Regions from separate parts of the Mus musculus genome. Here all the other regions are linked to region 1. A link is a contact called in public Hi-C and promoter capture Hi-C data. All regions are on one chromosome and are shown on one strand. The core of a region is the stretch at or near the end of the contact, and the rest is flanking DNA. Distances in the headings are between cores, read along the strand shown.

Region 1 (2,900 bases), core at 377-2,876:
ATGTAAACGGACAACAGGAAGGTGGGGGCCATCTAGGTGATGGTAAGAATGACCAGTAAGGCACACACCAAAATGCACACTGATAGGCAGGTTGTCAGAGTTTTAAGGGAAATTTTACAACAATGAAAAACACTTTACATGGATTAAGAAAGTACAAGGGGGGGGGGCTGGTGAGATGGCTCAGTGGGTAAGAGCACCCGACTGCTCTTCCAAAGGTCCGGAGTTCAAATCCCAGCAACCACATGGTAATGAGATCTGACTCCCTCTTCTGGAGTGTCTGAAGACAGCTACAGTGTACTTACATATAAATAAATCTTAAAAAAAAAAAAGTTGCAAAGGGCATTATGAATGAATGGTCTGCTACAACAGTTTAAACTTGGAAGTTTGCCAGAAAATACTGAGAGTGAAGGCAGGCTTCTGGTTTTGGTTTTTGAGACAGGATCTCTCTGTTATGTACCTCTGGCTGTCCTGGAACTTGCTATGTAGACCCACCACACAAGACTGGCCTCAATTTACAGAAATCTACCTGCCTCTGATTCCGGAGTGCTGAGATTAAAGGCGGATGCGTCACCACACCTTCTTCAGGCTTCTGTTTCAGAAGAACCTTGAAAACCATGTTAAGAACTTTGGGCCTAAGCCGGGCGGTGGTGGCACATGCCTGTAATAATAGCACTTGGGAGGCAGAGGCAGGCAGGTTTCTGAGTTCGAGGCCAGCCTGGTCTACAAAGTGAGTTCCAGGACAGCCACGGCTACACAGAGAAACCCTGTCTCGACCAAACAAAAAAAAAAAAAAAAGAAAGAAAGAAAAAAGAAAAGAACTTTGGGCCTATAGCATCTTGGGGGGGCGGGGGTGGGGGTGGGGTCTGCTGCTAAGCCTCACTACTTTAGTTCAAGCACCGGATTCACAAGGTGAATGGAGAAAGCCAACGCCGGTTGTCTTCTGACCTCCACAAGGGTGCCCACCCTTAGCGCATACTCATGCCTCAGTAAATGAATTAATGTAAAACACTTCTAAAAAGAATTTTGGGCTTTATTCCATAGGGTTCCATGAGTATTTGGGTGGGCTTGCTTGGTTTACAGGGAGGAGAAAGGAGAGATGGGAAGGCCAGACCAGTTGGCTGCAACTAATACTTGTCAAACAAGAATTACTAAGAAGTGAGTCTAAAGGATAAGGAAGGTCGGACTTTTTGTTTGTTTGTTTGTTTCTTGGAGTGGGGAAGCAGACAGTAAAAACTCTCCCCTTGCTGCTTTCTAAGATCTGCGTTAGTGATCGGCTTGATCCTTTGAGTTTTGTCCAACCTCTGGTTGCAGTGGGTCACAAATCACCCATTGGTGATCAAGTCTGCTTAGTGCATCACGTTTCCAAACTCTATAGAAGATCTTGGGGCGTTGGGAGGGAGGGGATGAAGCACACACAGGTCATGGCTATGACTAAGAGTCATTAACTGGTAAAAGAGGTTGGTGACATCGAAGCTTGTGGAGGTCCTTGAGAGGGGGCGGGGGCGGAACTGGGGGTGGAGCTCCAAGCAGAAAGACGGGGGACTTAGGGCCTGGAAGTCGCTGGTGCGGAGGCTGCGAGCATCCCTCTTGGATTCGGTAGGTAACTACAGGGGGCGGGCTTCGGCTGAAGGGCGGAACTTGAGAGCCAGCCAGGGTGGCCGCAAAAGACTGCGGGCTTTTTGCCTCTGCAGGGACGGGGTTAGGCAGGGCCAGAGGCGGGGTTTTAAGCCCAGCCTTCAGTTGAACGTCTACGATTGAGCGGGGTGGGATCTGGGGCGGGGCTTGGGGCGGGACCCAGTCTGCTTTTTGACAGCTGTCTTTCGGCACAGCCGTAGCCGAGTTGGGTTAGGAACTTGTGGCCCGGCTCTCTGCGCGTCCCCGTCCCCCCGTGGCCCTAGCCCCGGCCATGAAGCGCATCTTCTCCTGCTCCAGTTCACAAGTGGCGGTAGGTGCCAAATGTGTGGGAGAAGGGCTGTGGCTGGGATTCAAGCCCTGTGTTGACAGAAGTCCTGAGTCCCATCTCCATGGATGATCGCATTAACCCTGCCTGCATCAGTCTTTCCTGCGATGTTAGCAGTTCTGATAATGCGGTCGCCAGCCCTGGTAACTGAACTTATGGGTGTTATTAAAACCCTGTCCCTTAATCTTTTCCTTCCCAAGGTGCTTCCCCTTGGCTCCTTTTCCCAACATATTTGGCTTCCAGCTTCTGGTATGCTTTCTAAAGTTCTGTTCTCTTCCAATGACCCTGGTCTCTACTTCAGCTGCGGCTCCCAGTACCAACCCACCTCCAGACATCTGCCCGCCCCCACCCCAGCCTTTAAATCCGTTCCTACTTCTATCCCTAATTCCTGCCCTATAGCTTCACTTCCATCCTTGCCTTCTCACAACGTTCTCTCTCACATAGCTCCATTTTTACTCTTTGCTTTCTGCCCCTAACAGTATTTTCTGCCCCCAAAGTATTCTCACCCCAGTGCCTTCTTCCAACCCTTCTTCACAGCCTCCTTTACCAAACTTGCCTCTTCCACTCCATGACACTGCCTCTTCCACTCTCTCAAGCACCAATCCAAATCTCTTTCCAAGCGTCTGTCCAACATGGGGCCTCTGTTTTCTTAATTTCCAGTGACCTTTTCCTCAATATTACTTCCTCTACCTTTTGCCTGGACCTCCTGCCTGCTTACAGTGGCTTAACCTTGCAACCTAGCTAGCCAGACAAACGCTGTCAGAGGACAGACAAGTCTCCTGGCTGATCCCCAAGAGCCTGGGTGAGTTGCCTGCAGAATTTACCCTGGCCAGTTCTCTGTACTGTCTAGTCTTCAGACTGGTTCTTGGGACCAATCAAGTTCTGTCTGGTTCTCCCCCCATCCCACCCCACCCCCAATTATTCCTTTGTCTTGTTTAGC
Region 2 (2,788 bases), core at 231-2,730, 1.4 Mb before region 1:
ATACATTGTGAGGCAAGCCTCTGGCACAGGCTTAATGATGACAGACAAACGGCGGGGCTGGAGAGATGGCTCGGCGGTTAAGAGCACAGGCTGCTCCTTCAGAGGACCTGGGTTCATAACAAAGGCGGGAGAGACAGCTCAGCTGTCATGTTCTTACTTACAGAGGACCCGTTTGATTCTCAGCACCCACATAGCTGCTTACAACCTTATATAACTCCAGTTCCAGGGAATCTGATATCCTCCACTGACCTTGTTGGCCACCAGACATTCGTGGAACACATGCATACATTCAGGCAAAACACTCACACACATAAATTTAAAAAGAAAAAACAAAACTATTTTATGAAGGTTTAAAAAAAAACATAGTCTCCCAAATGCTGGGACTGTGCTTGGGCATGAGATGTGAAATTGCACCAGGCAGGGTTTTGGTTTTGTTTTGTTTTGTATTTTTTTTGGTTTTTCGAGACAGGGTTTCTCTGTGTAGCCCTGGCTGTCCTGGAACTCACTCTGTAGACCAGGCTGGCCTTGAACTCAGAAATCCGCCTGCCTTTTCCTCCCAAGTGCTGGGATTAAAGGAGTGCGCCACCACTTCCCAGGGGATAGTTTTTAAAGCATTTTTTACATGGAAGAAGCTAAGCTTAACTCTCCCGGTTAAGGGTCACTTGACAACTTAGTCAAGTTCTGTCCATAATGGGAGTATGGGAGATGGGAGTTAAGGCTGCTGGGCGCTTTCTCTCTCTCTCTCCCCCCCATCCGTCCCCTTATTTATTAATTTATATGAGTACAATGTGGCTGTCTTCAGACGCACCAGAAGAGTGCATGGGATCCCAGATAGTTGTGAGTGACCATGTGGTTGCTAGGAATTTAACTCAGTATCTCTAGAACAGCAGTCGGTGTTCTTAACCGCTGAGCCATGTCTCCAACCTGCTGCTCTCTTCTTGAGGCATAGATTTTATGGGACTATTTAAGGGAAAACAGGTTCTAATACGAAACTGATCACGGCTAACCATAGTGTAGCCTGGAGTACATTTTACAAAAGGTTTGAGTAGCTCTGTTAGGACTCTAAACAGCAGGGCTGGGGGAGGGGGCATTGTGGATCTCACCGTAGGGAGCATCGGGATCTGTGCAGGGTTTTCTCCGCGTGCACCCTTCCTCTGATGCCCAGTGAAGCCGGACGATGGGATTGTAGCATTCAACCCGGGGGTAAATCATGGGCTGAGGTCGCCGACCACACCAGGGCCGCGGGGTTGGGCAGAGGCAGCCAGCTCTGAACTGCTCTGGGCTCAAGCACCAGGGGGTCCCTGACCAATGTCCGGGTGGGCCGCAACCGCGCCACTCAGAGACCCAGGCGCCCTGCGGGGCACGTGCCACCCGCCCCGTCGGGGCTCCTCCGCTCCATAGGCGCAGCGCAGGGTTCCGGGCACCGGGCCCCGCCCGGCCGCGGCCCACACCCAACTCAGCTCCGCTACTGGGCTCGGCCTGGGCTCGCCGGGGCTCGGCGGGCAAAGGAGGAAGGAGGGAGGGAGCCGCGGGCAGCGGAAGGGGGAGGAGAGGACCCGGCCCAGTCAGTGCGCACCGGCCGGGCGCTAGAAGTGGGAAACGGAGTAGCGGCGCCCGGGCCGGAGCAGCTCTGCACCGGACGCCGAGTAAGTCTGTGCGCGGGTCCGCGAGGGTGGCGGGGCAGTGACGGGCGCGGGGGCTCAGGGTGCAGCTCGGAGGGAGCGGGGCCTCCACCGGCTCATGGCGGCCGGCCTGCCGGAGGGCGGGCCGAGCGCTGCTGGAGCGGGCGATCCGGGCCCGGCTGGGGCCTCGGACCAGAGAAGGCCTGCGGGGCAACAGGTAGGGGGACTGGGGCCGGGCGCTCGCTCAGGATCCATGGTACAGACGCCCCTTTGTTAGGAGTGGAGCAGTAGCGGACCTTCGGTGCTAGAAGCCCCTGCGGGCCCGCGTGCGTCCTGGGGCCTGAGTGTGGAGGCCGAGGAGGAACGGTGGCGGCCCCTGCTGTTGCTGCTGTTGCTGCTACTGCTACCGCCGCCGCTGCCGCCTCTGTTTCTGACCCCCTTGTGCCCATCCCAAGAGGGAGGTCAGAGTGTCCATGTGCCTAACGGGAAACAGGAAGGAGTACACTCTTTAGTGTCTGTCCCGGCCCCAAAGGGCTCACATTCCTATACCGTTATGGGGCGTGTTTGGCCAGCTCTGGGTTGTAACTTGCTAATTACAGGCCCAGAGGCCCTCAAGTTAGTTGGCTACCTGCAGGTGGGTGGCATTTCTTTTTAGCCTGAGCTTGGGAATTCCTGTGCCTAAGCTGCACTCCTGGCATCCAAACCAGATCTCACTTATCCGAGTTTCCAGCCTCAGCTGTCAGGGTGTTCTAAGCGCTGTGAGGTCTGGAGTGAGCCGGTCTTCCCCAGAACTGAGTTAGGGAAGGCCTCCCCCAGAAATTACTTCTGTTTGTGTGAGAGCTGGGGTAGGGGGTCACTTCCCATCCCAGAGCTAAGGTGACTGTCTTGCATTTGTGATGGGGCCCCTAAGGTCAAATATTCCGTTCCTTAGGTCTTGTTTCTGGCCACATAGTGCCTAATTTCTAAGGGGTGTGGTGTGGTGTGCTGTGTGTGTGAACTAGTTCTGGTGCCTCTATTCTCACTGGAGCCTCTGACTAGGTTTCTCTCTGTCGCTGGCCACAGGGAGACTGACATTGTACAGTTCCTTTCAACACTACCCCATTTGCCGCTGCTACTTCAACCTACTGGCCTCTCCCTGTCTCTGGAAGGCATATTCTTATATAGTG
Region 3 (2,793 bases), core at 54-2,553, 1.1 Mb before region 1:
TTTGACTAAACAAAAATACAAATGTCATTGATTCTGCTCATATCCACTGAATACAACCTGCCTTCTATTTTAAAGAAAGCTTTTTTTTTAAATGTGTTAAGTTTTAAGGCCCTCTAAAACCATTTTTGAAGTGTTTATTCTGACTTTAAAATTCTGTAAGGATACACTTTTTACTTATGTTAAAACTGTACCATTTACTTGGTGCTATTAAAACAATGTTTGCTATTTTGATATAGTGTGTTATTAACAACTTTTTTTTTTTAATATTTATTTATTTATTATATGTAAGTACACTGTAGCTGTCTTCAGACACACCAGAAGAGGGCATCAGATTTCATTACAGATGGTTATGAGCCACCATGTGGTTGCTGGGATTTGAACTCATGACCTTTGGAAGAGCAGTCGGCACTCTTAACCGCTGAGCCATCTCACCAGCCCTATTAACAACTTTTAAATATGTATTTAGAGCAAAAATGATAAAAGCAATGGCCAATAAAAAAAAGACCGGCATCTTAATACCATGACTAAGATGCTCAGTGTGCAGGGTCTTTCAGGGCTTCTAGTTATTTAATTAACAGAAAGTGTTCAGCTATTAATTTTGAGAGAATTTAAGTAAGTATATCTTTCGCGAGGTGGACACATTTTAGAACTTTTGAGTGGTAGTGTGAACAATTGTTTTGCTGAGAGACCTGGAACCTAGCCCCACCCAAGCTATTTGCTTCCTTTGCTTCAGAAAAGGAAGACCTAAAAACTTGATCTGTTTCCGTCTTGTAATTTTAGCAGCCATATTCCAAACTGTACAGTAGCTACAGGATTATCAAAGTGGGATAACATCCCTCTAGAGCTGTTATGTGTGTAATAGTACCCATGCTGTTCAGTATAAACAGCACAAACCGAGTCAGATTACGTTTTTCTAGAGGCAAAGTTAAGCTCAGAGTTTACTCTTAGCCTTATTGCTTGGATGCCAACATTTCTTAACCAGCAGTGCCAATACAGACAGCTACAGAAAAACACCTGCTACACTGAAATTGGCCAACAGAATCCTTTCGTGATTGGCAGCACTGTGCTATCTCACAGAATACTTTGATTGGGTAATTTCATCGGGGTGGGATGCAGCCTTTTCCTCGCAGCCACCGAGGTTCCTTCATTGGACAGACCAGCTGTCAGGTTGAACCCAAACCTGCCTCCTTTTGGTGATGTTTGTCTGGATCGCAACACAATAGCCCGGAGGACCTCCCCTCGTAAGCTCCGATTGGCTAGAGTCAAACTTGGGGGTTTCTGATTGGCCCAATGAAGAAACACCAAGGTAGGTTGCCTAGTGATCCTGAGGAAGCTGATGTGTTATTCCCTCTCTGCAACGAAGGATCAGGAAGTTTGTACTCTCTGTGTGGCTGAGAAGTTTTTCACCTACTGGAACCCGCCTAGGGTACGGGAAACAGGTGCCCTCCAAAACGAGAGCGCGAACTGCAGCCTACGTCCCACTGCAGCTCAGGAGCAACGTCAGGTGAGCAAATATAACACTTCTTAACATCCAACAGAGCTGGTCAGTATTTTACTTTAGAGAGAAAGGGTGGTTTTTACTTATTTGTTGTTGCTCATCATGTTTTCAAGTAGGGTATTTTAACTAATAAGTGGCCACAGGGAAATGATGAATTCCTCAAAGAAAATTGCCCCCATTCTCCCCGGGGTGTTAAAGTTTCTTGGATTGGGTTTGGAAATAATGCCAAATGGAATTGGCACCCTAAGGCATTGTTCTGTGTTCTGTTCCTTCACTCTTCTTACTTCCCCTGAAAATTATATTTGAAATATACGCTTGTATGAAGAATTGTTTGTAAGACTCTTGGTGTGTATTTCTGGTGCTGTTTAATGAGTATATATTTATTTGAGCAGTTAAAACGTTAAAGATATTGTGCTAGTTGCTATGGAGAATATAAAAATTAAAAGATGACAATATTTCAGCCCTGGAGAAGTTTAATGTAACAGACAGCCATAACAAAAGAGGGACTATAATAAACATTTTAAAGGGCTTAAGTATAAATTTCTGTTTACATACAACTGAAGAAAAATCCATTTCTAAGTGTTTAATATATGCATAGTGGAGAGATAGAATTCACCTTAAGGCCTCACTTGTCTTTAGTAGGCCTTCAAAGACTGGACAGACAGTATTTAGGGAGGAAAGGAAAAGGAAGAAAACTCCAAGATCACAAGGATCAGAGGCAGAAAGAAAGCAAGATAAAATTGTTGAACTAGGCACAACCATAGCACATTTTAAATATTATTCTTTTGACCTCAAAGATATATAATTGCTGATAGTTTTTGACTTGCTTTTAATCATAAAAATTGACATTTATACCAGGCAGTGGTGACACACCTCTAATTCCAGCACTTGGGGAGCAGAGGCAGGTGGATCTCTAAGTTCAAGGCCAGCCTGGTCTACATAATGAATTCCAAGATAGCTAGGACATTTACACAGAGCAACCCTGTTTTGTTTCGTTCTAAACAAACGAAAAATAAAATACATTTACATTTGTATGAACTGTGCTAACTTTAAGCTTTATCACAGATGACTTAGACAAGTGTAATGCTTAGTATAAAAGGGTGTGTGCTCAGATTTTTTTTCCCCCATTTATGGGAATGGTACTTAGGACCTTATATATGCTAAATAACACTATGCTGTAACTGTAACACTGAGCCATATTCTAGCCCCTTTTTCTTTTTCTTTTTTGAATGAATTCTTTCTTTAAAAAGACTTATTTTAGTTCTTGCCCTCTTGGTCTCTTGCTCCTCCCTTGC
Region 4 (2,956 bases), core at 327-2,826, 1.5 Mb before region 1:
GAGGAGTGTGGGCATGGCTGGAGTCAGGGCAGTGGGCTATGCGGCGGCCGACCGACAGGGAATTTGCACAGCGCCCCTCTGTTTCCAGGCTTGAGATCCAAAGCTCATGTCAGTGGGGGTACCATAAAGTCTTAAAAGAAGTGAGAGATATAGGGTCTCCAGAATCTTAAATAGAACACTTGGCTTTTTTTTTTTTAAAGAACCTACTGTGTGCCAAGTGTTTGATATTAACTGTCTTGGTTTACCAACTTCATATGGGTGACAAGCCCTGTTTTACAGAGAGAAATCTCAGACTGAAGGACTCTTTTTTGTTGTTTTTGTTTTTTCAAGACAAAAGTTTCTCTGTATAACCCTGGCTGTCCTAGAACTCGCTCTGTAGACCAGGGTGGCCTTGAACTGAGATCTGCCTGCCTCTGCCTCCTAAGTGATGGGATTAAAGGCATGTGCCACCACCTCTGGGCAAAGCTAAGAGATCTTAAGCAACTTGGCCTAGTAAGTATGAAAACAGGCTTCAAGGAGTGGGACAACACTCTCAGACAACAGATGCTCACAGTCACCTATAACTTTAGCTCCAGGGAGACCCAACACCTCTGGCCTCTACTCACACATATACATAATAAATAACAGACACAAATTATGAGAAAAAATAGGCTACAAGTCAAATAACCCCTCCACATTCGCCCTCCAACAAGGAGGGCGCTCTTTTGAAGGGTGGCTGCGGCAGCAGGTAGTGGTCTCAGGCTGGCTAGGCTGAGCAGAGCGAGGCCTTCTTGGTGGTATATCCTGTGCCTACGGACAGGGTCTTCTCACCATGGGCCTTGACTGTGCTTCTTCTGGTTGTTTTGCTTCTTACTTCCCCCTCCCCGGCTCTGCAGGATGTGGCTGTGACCGCAATGAAGGAGCAACCTCACCCTCTCCCTCAAATGAAAATAGGAGTCCTCTCAGAGGGAGGACAGCCAGGGGGCTCTCTCCGGCAGCCGAATCACTCCAATGGGAACCTGCCATCTTGATTTGTTTCTGCCTTGCCCTGTGGATCTTTCACACTGGAGATGATTTTTCTATAGGGGCCCGCTTTCCTTCCCTACCTGCCCTCCTCTTACCCAGCTCTCTATTGCTCCCTTTGCCATCTCCAACTAGGTCCCCAGTCCTCCCAGGGTAGCTATGTCACTCGCTCTTTTTGTCCCAGCCTCTACGTGACCCTCATGAATCTCTAGCCTAGCAAAGGTTTCTTTCACTTTGCGTCACTGTACTTCCATGTCCGAAGATACTGTAGATCTCTAAATCTCTAGTCGTTACCCCATGTGCATCTCTGTCCCTCAGCTCTAGACTCAGCCACCATCCCAAGCCAGGTCTCACTCTCAGACAGCCTTGCCCCATCCACTAAATACACTAAAATGGTTCTGGGGAGAGAGGGGGAGACCCAAGAATTCTACAAGCGAGAGTTTCACAAGACAGAAAGAAAGGTGAAGGTGAAAGGGTCAGGATATCCTGTCAGTGTCACCCCGAAACCCACCCTCTGTCATTGCCAGACTCTCACCTGCCGTGTGCTGGGTGCCAGTCTGGCCTTGGATGTTTCTGAGAGCTCACAGAATGGAGAAGCTCCTAAGAGGCCCTTTGGTCTAGCCCCACCCCAGGCCCCGCCTATCTACTCTCCACCTCCGGTTCATCATCACTGTCACCAAGAAGTCCAGTGTCCCAAGAGCCACCTAGAAATAAGACAAAGGTCAAAAGGAATGGAATTCTGTAGGAAGCACCAACTCTGAAGTGGCAAGGACGGATTTACACACCTCCACCTAATAAAAGGTCTGCTTCTTTCTTGCTGCCTAATATTTTTGTGGTACTGAAAACCGTGCAGAGTCCAGATTTTAATGTGAGAGACAGTGAGGGAAGTACTGAAAGATCATCGAGTGGTGTAGTAGAACAGCATTATACAAGCATCTTCAGGCCCTAGAAGGTAAGATTGGCACAGACTGCCCCAGCCAGAGCAGGCAGGAGGTAGGTGCCAAGGTTAGGGCTGCTGAGCCATGCGTGACCAGCAGGTGTCAGCATCGAGCCAAAACGCTGGAGTACAGAGCTTAATAGCTTTAAAGGGCCTGATAAATGAGGGTAGACTCCAATGAGGCAAAACTACACCTTTAATCCCAGCATTCTGGAGGCAGAGACAATCCAATCTTTGAGTTCAAGGCCAGCCTGGTCTACAGAGTGAGCTCCAGGCCAGCCAGGGCTGCATAGTAAAATTCTTGTCTTGGAAAAACCACCCACAACTCCAGCTCCAGGAATTCCAGTGTTCTCTTCTGGCCTCCAGAGTCACCTGAATAAATCAGTACATGAACATACACTTGGGCACACACAGACACACAAATCTTTAAAGGAGTGAATTATATAGCTTTCTTCAGCACAGATTGAGAACCCAAAAAAAGGCCTTAGGATTCAGGGATTTAAAAACTGATTTGGGGGCTTCCAGAGACTGGAGTCAGCGACTCCATGGCTCAGTGACTCACTGATCTTCCAGATGTTCTGACTTTTATTCCCAGCACCTATATCTGGTGGTTCATAACCACTAGTTAGTTCCAGTGGATCTAATACCTTCTGGTCTCCTTGGATACCTACACACATGTAGAATACACATACATACAAACAATAAAAGTCTTTAAAAACATATTTAGTGTGTGCATGTGTGTAGACCAGAGAACAATTTATTTATTTATTTATTTCTCTCTCTCTTTCTTTCTTTCTTTCTTTCGGTTTTTTGAGACAGGGTTTCTCTGTATAGCCCTGACTGTCCTACTGTCCTGGAACTCACTCTGTAGACTAGGCTGGCCTCAAACTCAGAAATCTGCCTGCCTCTGCCTCCCAAGGGCTGGGATTAAAGGTGTGTGCCACCACGCCGGGCTTCAGAGAACAATTTCTGATGTCATCTTCAGGAACCTGGTCTGGTTCACTTTCTTTGAGGCAT
Region 5 (2,700 bases), core at 159-2,658, 1.0 Mb before region 1:
TCCACATTACTGTTCATCACTGAAGGACATCAGGACAGGAACTCAAACGGGGCAGGAACCTAGAGGCAGAGGCCATGGGCAGGAGCTGCTAACTGGCTTGTTTCCCATGGCTTGCTCAGCCTGTTTTCTTACAGAACCCAGGACCGCCAGTCCATGGAATTCCAGCTTGTGTCAAGTTGATATTAAGTCTAACCAGTCCACCAAAGATCTTCACCGTTTTATATGGTGCTGGGGATCAACCCAGGACTTCTACAAGGGTAGGCAAATTCTCTACCAACTGAGTTACTCCCGTAACCATCCTTTGTTCATTTTAGACAGCAGGCTCATCATGTAGCCAAAAATGAGTTTTAAATTGAGTCTCTTGCCTCTGCCTCCCCAGGCCTGGGCAAGCTCTTCTGCCAATTGAGCTATAGGCCTAGCCACCATAAATGGCTCATATTTTAGACTTTTACTGTTTGGGGATAGGGTAGGGAGCTAGGCTCTTCTGGCAGCCAGAGGTCAACTCTGGAAAGTGGTCTCACTCCTTCATTGTTAGGTGGGTTCTGTGTATTGAACTCAGGTCTTTAGGGCTGGGTTTCAGGAGCCTTTCACCAGTTGAATCTTTCACAGGCTCCACATAAATAACCCCTTAATAGCTGTCCATGAAAAGTCATTTTGGCCAGGCAGTGTGGGGCACGCCTTTAATTCCAGCACTCGGGAGGCAGAGGCAGGAGGATTTCTGAGTTTGAGGCCAGCCTGATCTACAGAGTGAGTTCCAGTGCAGCCAGGGCTACACAGAGAAACCCTGTCTCGAAAAACAAAAAAACAAAAACAAAAAACAAAAAACAAAAAAAACCGGAACGGAAAGTCATTTTGGAACACAGGGAGTGAGGGCTCACAGTAGAAAAATGACAGAGCAGGACTCCCCCTAACTTTTAAGCAAATCAATGGTTAATATTCCTTTGTGTATGAGACTGGAGATGCCCTCCCTGGTTTGCTCTTCCAGGGTTTAACTCCCAGCACCCACCTGGAGGCAGGCACACAACCACAAATACACACAAACAAAAAAGTGTTTAAGACTGGTATGTTATAAAAACACAGCAGGTAGTGCAACGAGAAAGGCTAAGGCAGGACTGCCTAACGTTAGGACCAGCCTGGGCTATGCAGAGTTCCAGGGCAGCTTGAAATTCAAAAACCGACACAGATCAGCAGGCGTTCCCGAGCAGGAACCATTCCCCGGGAAGCCAAGCACTTGGCCAGCCGGGCTGAGAGTTGTACCGGACAAAAAAGCACAATCCGTCCGCGAGCCAAGGCCAGGTACCGCGCTCCGCCAACCGTAGCCGCGGAAGCCGCGAGAGCGCTCCGGCCGGAAGAGGCGCGGAGTGGCCGGGCCAGCCCTCCGGAAACGCCCGCCCCTTTCCCCTTTTACGGGAAGTCCTCGCCTGCGTCAGCACGGCCCTAAGGCGGCGGCAGGGAACGGCCTTCCTCACTCCTGACTTCCGCCTGCCTCCGGTCTGGAGTCGCGGCCTTCCCCGCTCCTTCCCCTCAGCCTGCGGCGTCCGACCATGTTTGGCCTGCGGAGAAACGCGGTCATCGGCTTGAACCTGTACTGCGGCGGCGCCAGCCTCGGCGCGGGCGGCGGTTCTCCGGCAGGGGCGCGCCTGGTGGCCGAGGAGGCCAAGGCGCGGCGCGAGGGGGGAGGGGAGGCCGCCCTGCTGCCCGGCGCGCGGGTGGTCGCCCGGCCGCCGCCCGTGGGCGCCGAGGACCCCGACGTCACCGCGTCGGCCGAAAGGCGGCTGCATAAGTCGCCCGGCCTCCTCGCCGTGCCGCCCGAGGAGATGGCCGCGTCGGCCGCCGCCGCCATCGTGTCTCCGGAGGAGGAACTGGACGGCTGCGAGCCGGAGGCCATCGGCAAGCGCCCGGCCGTGCTGCCCCTCCTGGAGCGCGTGAGCGAGGCGGCCAAGAGCTCCGGGGCCGACGGCTCTCTGCCCTCCACGCCGCCGCCGCCCGAGGAGGAAGAGGACGACCTATACCGCCAGTCGCTGGAGATCATCTCGCGCTACTTGCGGGAGCAGGCGACCGGCTCCAAGGACTCGAAGCCTCTGGGCGAGGCGGGCGCGGCGGGCCGGAGAGCGCTGGAGACCCTGCGGCGCGTGGGCGACGGCGTGCAGCGCAACCACGAGACGGCCTTCCAGGGTAAGCGGCGCCCGGGCCGGGCCGGGCCGTGCGGGAAGAGGGAAGAGCCGGAGCCTGGCTCTGCAACCAGAATTTTCTGGCTGTGAGTCATTGTTTCCGCCCATCTGGCTGTTGGGTTCAAAGACCGGAAAGGGTGGGATGTCACTGTCGGCGTGGGGTCTGCCTGACTGCTCTAGAGCCGGGAGAGCACGGTCCCCTCGTCGTGGGTGGGCAGAAGGGTAGTGCCCCGCTGCAGACAAAGGAGGCCATGAGGTTTCTTGCTTTTCTTCTCAGGCATGCTCCGGAAACTGGACATTAAAAACGAAGGCGATGTTAAATCTTTTTCTCGAGTAATGGTCCATGTTTTCAAAGATGGCGTAACAAACTGGGGCAGGATTGTGACTCTTATTTCTTTCGGTGCCTTTGTGGCCAAACACTTAAAGAGCGTAAACCAAGAAAGCTTCATCGAACCATTAGCAGAAACTATCACAGATGTTCTTGTAAGGACGAAACGGGACTGGCTTGTCAAACAAAGAGGCTGGGTAA
Region 6 (2,700 bases), core at 37-2,536, 1.7 Mb before region 1:
AATAACAGACATGTAGTACTATAACCCATACTTTCTTGATCCCCTCCCCCAAACCTTAGAAAATGTTATTACATCAGATACTACTGTTGTTAATGTAGTGCTATAATAATATTGTCAATATTATTATACAGAAGTTGAGGGTTAGTCCAGCTTGGGGGCATGTGGATATATTCCCACATGTTCCACAGGCCAGTGGCTTGAGCCAAGGAATATCACAAGCAGCCTGGGAAAAATAGACTGTCTCTAAAAAGGGAAAGAGGATAGGAAGGAAGCTAGAGAAGAAAGGGAAAGAAAAAAAAAGGAAACAAAGATCTCAAATCAGCTTATAAGTGCAATGAAGATGTCACCCAAGAGCTAGGCTCAACCCGTAGAATATTAAGAACCTACCCGCCTGCAGTGGTGGCACACGTCTTTAGGCGTAGCACTTGGGAAGCAGAGGTCGACAGATTTCTAAGTTCAAGGCCAGCCTGGTCTACACAGTGAGTTCCAGGACAGCCAGGGCTACACAGAGAAACCCTGTCAAACAAACCTACCCTTACAAGGGGCCTAAGATACTAAGAAAAGTCCCAGGAAAAGCGTTGGGACAGTGATTGTGGGGGGGGGGGGAGGGGTCTATGAGGCCTGTCTCACATGATTTTGTAGCCTTCGGAAAAGGAATAAGCCAAACTTTTGTCATTTCACTCACTTTTCCTAAGCTGGCTTGTCCAGCCTCTGTTAAGGCTTTGGCAGCTGGGGTGACCTTGGAAGCAGCACCTTGTCCCAGAGTGATGGTGCGAAACAGTGAAAGATTGAGGCGGTTGGACTGGGCCATTCCTGAAGCTATAGGGGCAAACTCATGGCATCATCCTTAAAGATGAGTAGGAAGAGGGAAATGAAGGTGATTGTACTCCTTTTTTCGTCCCTTCTCTTTCTTGTCTGTTTTCTGGCCCTCCTGCATGGGTCCTACCGGCTGACTTACGAAAGAAATCCCGTAGGATAGGAGAGGGAGAAAAAAGCCACTGGTGGCAGTTACGGTAACTCAGTGGTTTACGCAAATGAATAGTTTATATATAATTTGCATGTTCATACACTTTTGGAAGTACATAAAATATCGGTACCTCCACGTCCCTCCACTGATCTTACCCACGCTACTTCCCTCTCGGCTTCCTTAGTAAAGCCTGTCTCTTAGGCCCGCCCTCAAACACAGGGCCCGCCTTCCCCCGTAAGCCCCTCCTCCCTGCCCCCCCTCCCTAGCTTCCAAAAGCTCTTCCCCGCCCCCTTTTCCTTTCTGAACAGGCGTGAGTCGGGCAGCTCACTCGACTCAGATTACGATGGCATCAGTAGTGTCCTGACACCGGGAAGCAGGAAAGCAATCTCCCGGAAGAAAGGCTCGGGCCCAGGGGACTCTTACATCGGAACCCGCCAAGGAATTGTTATTTTGTGTCCTGCTAGTGGGGTCCGGTCCAACTTGAAGTTGCGTGAAGGCCCCTTCAGGCGGCGCCGCGGGCAGCCCCGCAGCCGGGGCCTGGAGCAGCCGCCGCGGCCGCTGTCAGGGAAGCGCAGGCGGCCAATGGAACCCGGGAGCGGCCGCTGCTGCTGAGGCGGCGGTGTCGGCAGTCCGACCCCGACCGCCTGCACCCCCTCCGCGAGGGTTCCCCGGAGGTAAGCGGCTCCTCCCCCGTGAGTCGCCTTTGCCTGTGTGTGTGTGTGGGGGGGTCCTTCTGCCACCCTGTCCCGCCCAGCCTACCGCGACCTGGGTTCGACTACAAAACTGCCCCCCTGGTGGCAGCTGCACCCCGAGGTCCTTCACCCTTTCCTCTCGGGCCCGGGGTAGTCTTCTCTGCTTTCTGGCTTCCTCTTCAGTTTAGCCCCTCCCTCTGCCCCGTGGATTCCACCTCCCCACCAGCAGGACACACACTTCGTACCTCTGTTGCCTCTGTTCCGTAACTATCTTCCTAAGTCGTGAACCTTTTCCACATTTGACCCCTTCTACAATATCATCCATGTTTGCCTTCCTCGCCGTTTGTGTTTCTGCTCACAAGCCTCTTCCATGGACTCCGCCTTTATCCCTTTTCCTATTTTGCCCCACTCTTCCGAGTCTGTGCAATCTCAGCACAGAGTTCTCATTTCCCTCAGCTACAGATTGTATCCCTCTCTTCTGCTTCCAATTCCATGACCTCACCATGACCCACTCCCCCAGCTCCTGACTTCCAAGAATTGCCTATTCCCTTCTCCTTAAAGGATCTCAGACTACTGTCATCATACCCAGATACCATCCACTTTGACCTTAGTCCTCAACCCCTCTCTAGGGTGCCTGATGATACCTGAAGCTGTCTTTGGCTTCTCTTTCCCCTTTCTCAATCTCCAGCCCTCTGGAGGGCTTCCCGTAGGAGAAAGCTCTGCCGTGAACACCCCTACAGATAGTGATTTCCAACTTTTGACATTCTCTCCAGGGATTTCCAACTTTTGACATTCTCTCCAGGATTCGGCTGATGTTTGTCTCCCTCGGCTCTGTTTTCCCTGTGGTCTTTAAGTGTTCTCTATCATGCCTTTTATCTCCACATATGATTTCAGATCAGCTAAAGCTTGAACTAAGAAGATGTGAGAGGATGGGGAGCCACAGTTGTCTCAAGCTTTTCTGGACAGATGTGTGTTTCTGAAGGATGAAGCAACTTTTAAAGAAGTCTATCAATCAGATTACATTTTGTTGAGTGTTTAAGA

Evidence for each region. Promoter capture Hi-C pulls out the DNA fragments that hold promoters and counts their contacts. A called contact is a pair of places that touch in the nucleus more often than the background predicts.
Region 2: a contact with region 1 is called in a promoter capture Hi-C map of liver, with 3 times the contacts expected there. The contact joins the promoter of Anxa9 here to the promoter of Ankrd35 in region 1. A contact is called at or near these places in 2 of 39 promoter capture datasets (liver and pre-B cells).
Region 3: a promoter capture Hi-C map of pre-B cells shows a contact between it and region 1, with 5 times the contacts expected there. The contact joins the promoter of Golph3l here to the promoter of Ankrd35 in region 1. A contact is called at or near these places in 2 of 39 promoter capture datasets (liver and pre-B cells).
Region 4: a contact with region 1 is called in a Hi-C map of B cells, with 5 read pairs. The contact joins the promoter of Tnfaip8l2 here to the promoter of Ankrd35 in region 1. A contact is called at or near these places in 2 of 39 promoter capture datasets (liver and pre-B cells) and 1 of 484 Hi-C or Micro-C datasets (B cells).
Region 5: a contact with region 1 is called in a promoter capture Hi-C map of liver, with 5 times the contacts expected there. The contact joins the promoter of Mcl1 here to the promoter of Ankrd35 in region 1. A contact is called at or near these places in 3 of 39 promoter capture datasets (cranial neural crest and liver) and 1 of 115 datasets of contacts at active chromatin or transcription factors (pancreatic cancer cells).
Region 6: a promoter capture Hi-C map of liver shows a contact between it and region 1, with 2.7 times the contacts expected there. The contact joins the promoter of Pi4kb here to the promoter of Ankrd35 in region 1. A contact is called at or near these places in 3 of 39 promoter capture datasets (liver and pre-B cells).

Annotation. Positions count from the first base shown.
Region 1 is chr3:96,668,505-96,671,404 of GRCm38.p6, forward strand. It overlaps Ankrd35 (ankyrin repeat domain 35), which reads left to right and starts at 1,627. Exons shown (of 14, transcript NM_001356538.1): 1 at 1,627-1,945. The coding sequence starts at 1,907.
Region 2 is chr3:95,313,700-95,316,487 of GRCm38.p6, forward strand. Anxa9 (annexin A9) reads right to left here and starts at 1,481. Exons shown (of 14, transcript NM_001379545.1): 1 at 1,104-1,481. It overlaps Cers2 (ceramide synthase 2), which reads left to right and starts at 1,491. Exons shown (of 11, transcript NM_029789.2): 1 at 1,491-1,646. LOC115489748 reads right to left here and starts at 2,097. Exons shown (of 2, transcript XM_030252979.1): 1 at 2,058-2,097; 2 at 1,045-1,865. The coding sequence starts at 2,097. The coding sequence ends at 1,063.
Region 3 is chr3:95,587,631-95,590,423 of GRCm38.p6, forward strand. Golph3l (golgi phosphoprotein 3-like) reads left to right here and starts at 1,304. Exons shown (of 5, transcript NM_146133.3): 1 at 1,304-1,504. The coding sequence starts at 1,337. It overlaps Hormad1 (HORMA domain containing 1), which reads left to right. Exons shown (of 15, transcript NM_001289532.1): 15 at 1-230. Gm40097 (a long non-coding RNA gene) reads right to left here and starts at 1,187. Exons shown (of 3, transcript XR_867468.2): 1 at 1,015-1,187.
Region 4 is chr3:95,140,778-95,143,733 of GRCm38.p6, forward strand. It overlaps Tnfaip8l2 (tumor necrosis factor, alpha-induced protein 8-like 2), which reads right to left and starts at 1,577. Exons shown (of 2, transcript NM_027206.3): 1 at 1,538-1,577.
Region 5 is chr3:95,657,313-95,660,012 of GRCm38.p6, forward strand. Mcl1 (myeloid cell leukemia sequence 1) reads left to right here and starts at 1,409. Exons shown (of 3, transcript NM_008562.3): 1 at 1,409-2,175; 2 at 2,449-2,696. The coding sequence starts at 1,545.
Region 6 is chr3:94,973,445-94,976,144 of GRCm38.p6, forward strand. It overlaps Pi4kb (phosphatidylinositol 4-kinase beta), which reads left to right and starts at 1,287. Exons shown (of 11, transcript NM_175356.3): 1 at 1,287-1,641. B230398E01Rik (a long non-coding RNA gene) reads right to left here. Exons shown (of 4, transcript XR_003954666.1): 2 at 1,905-2,700.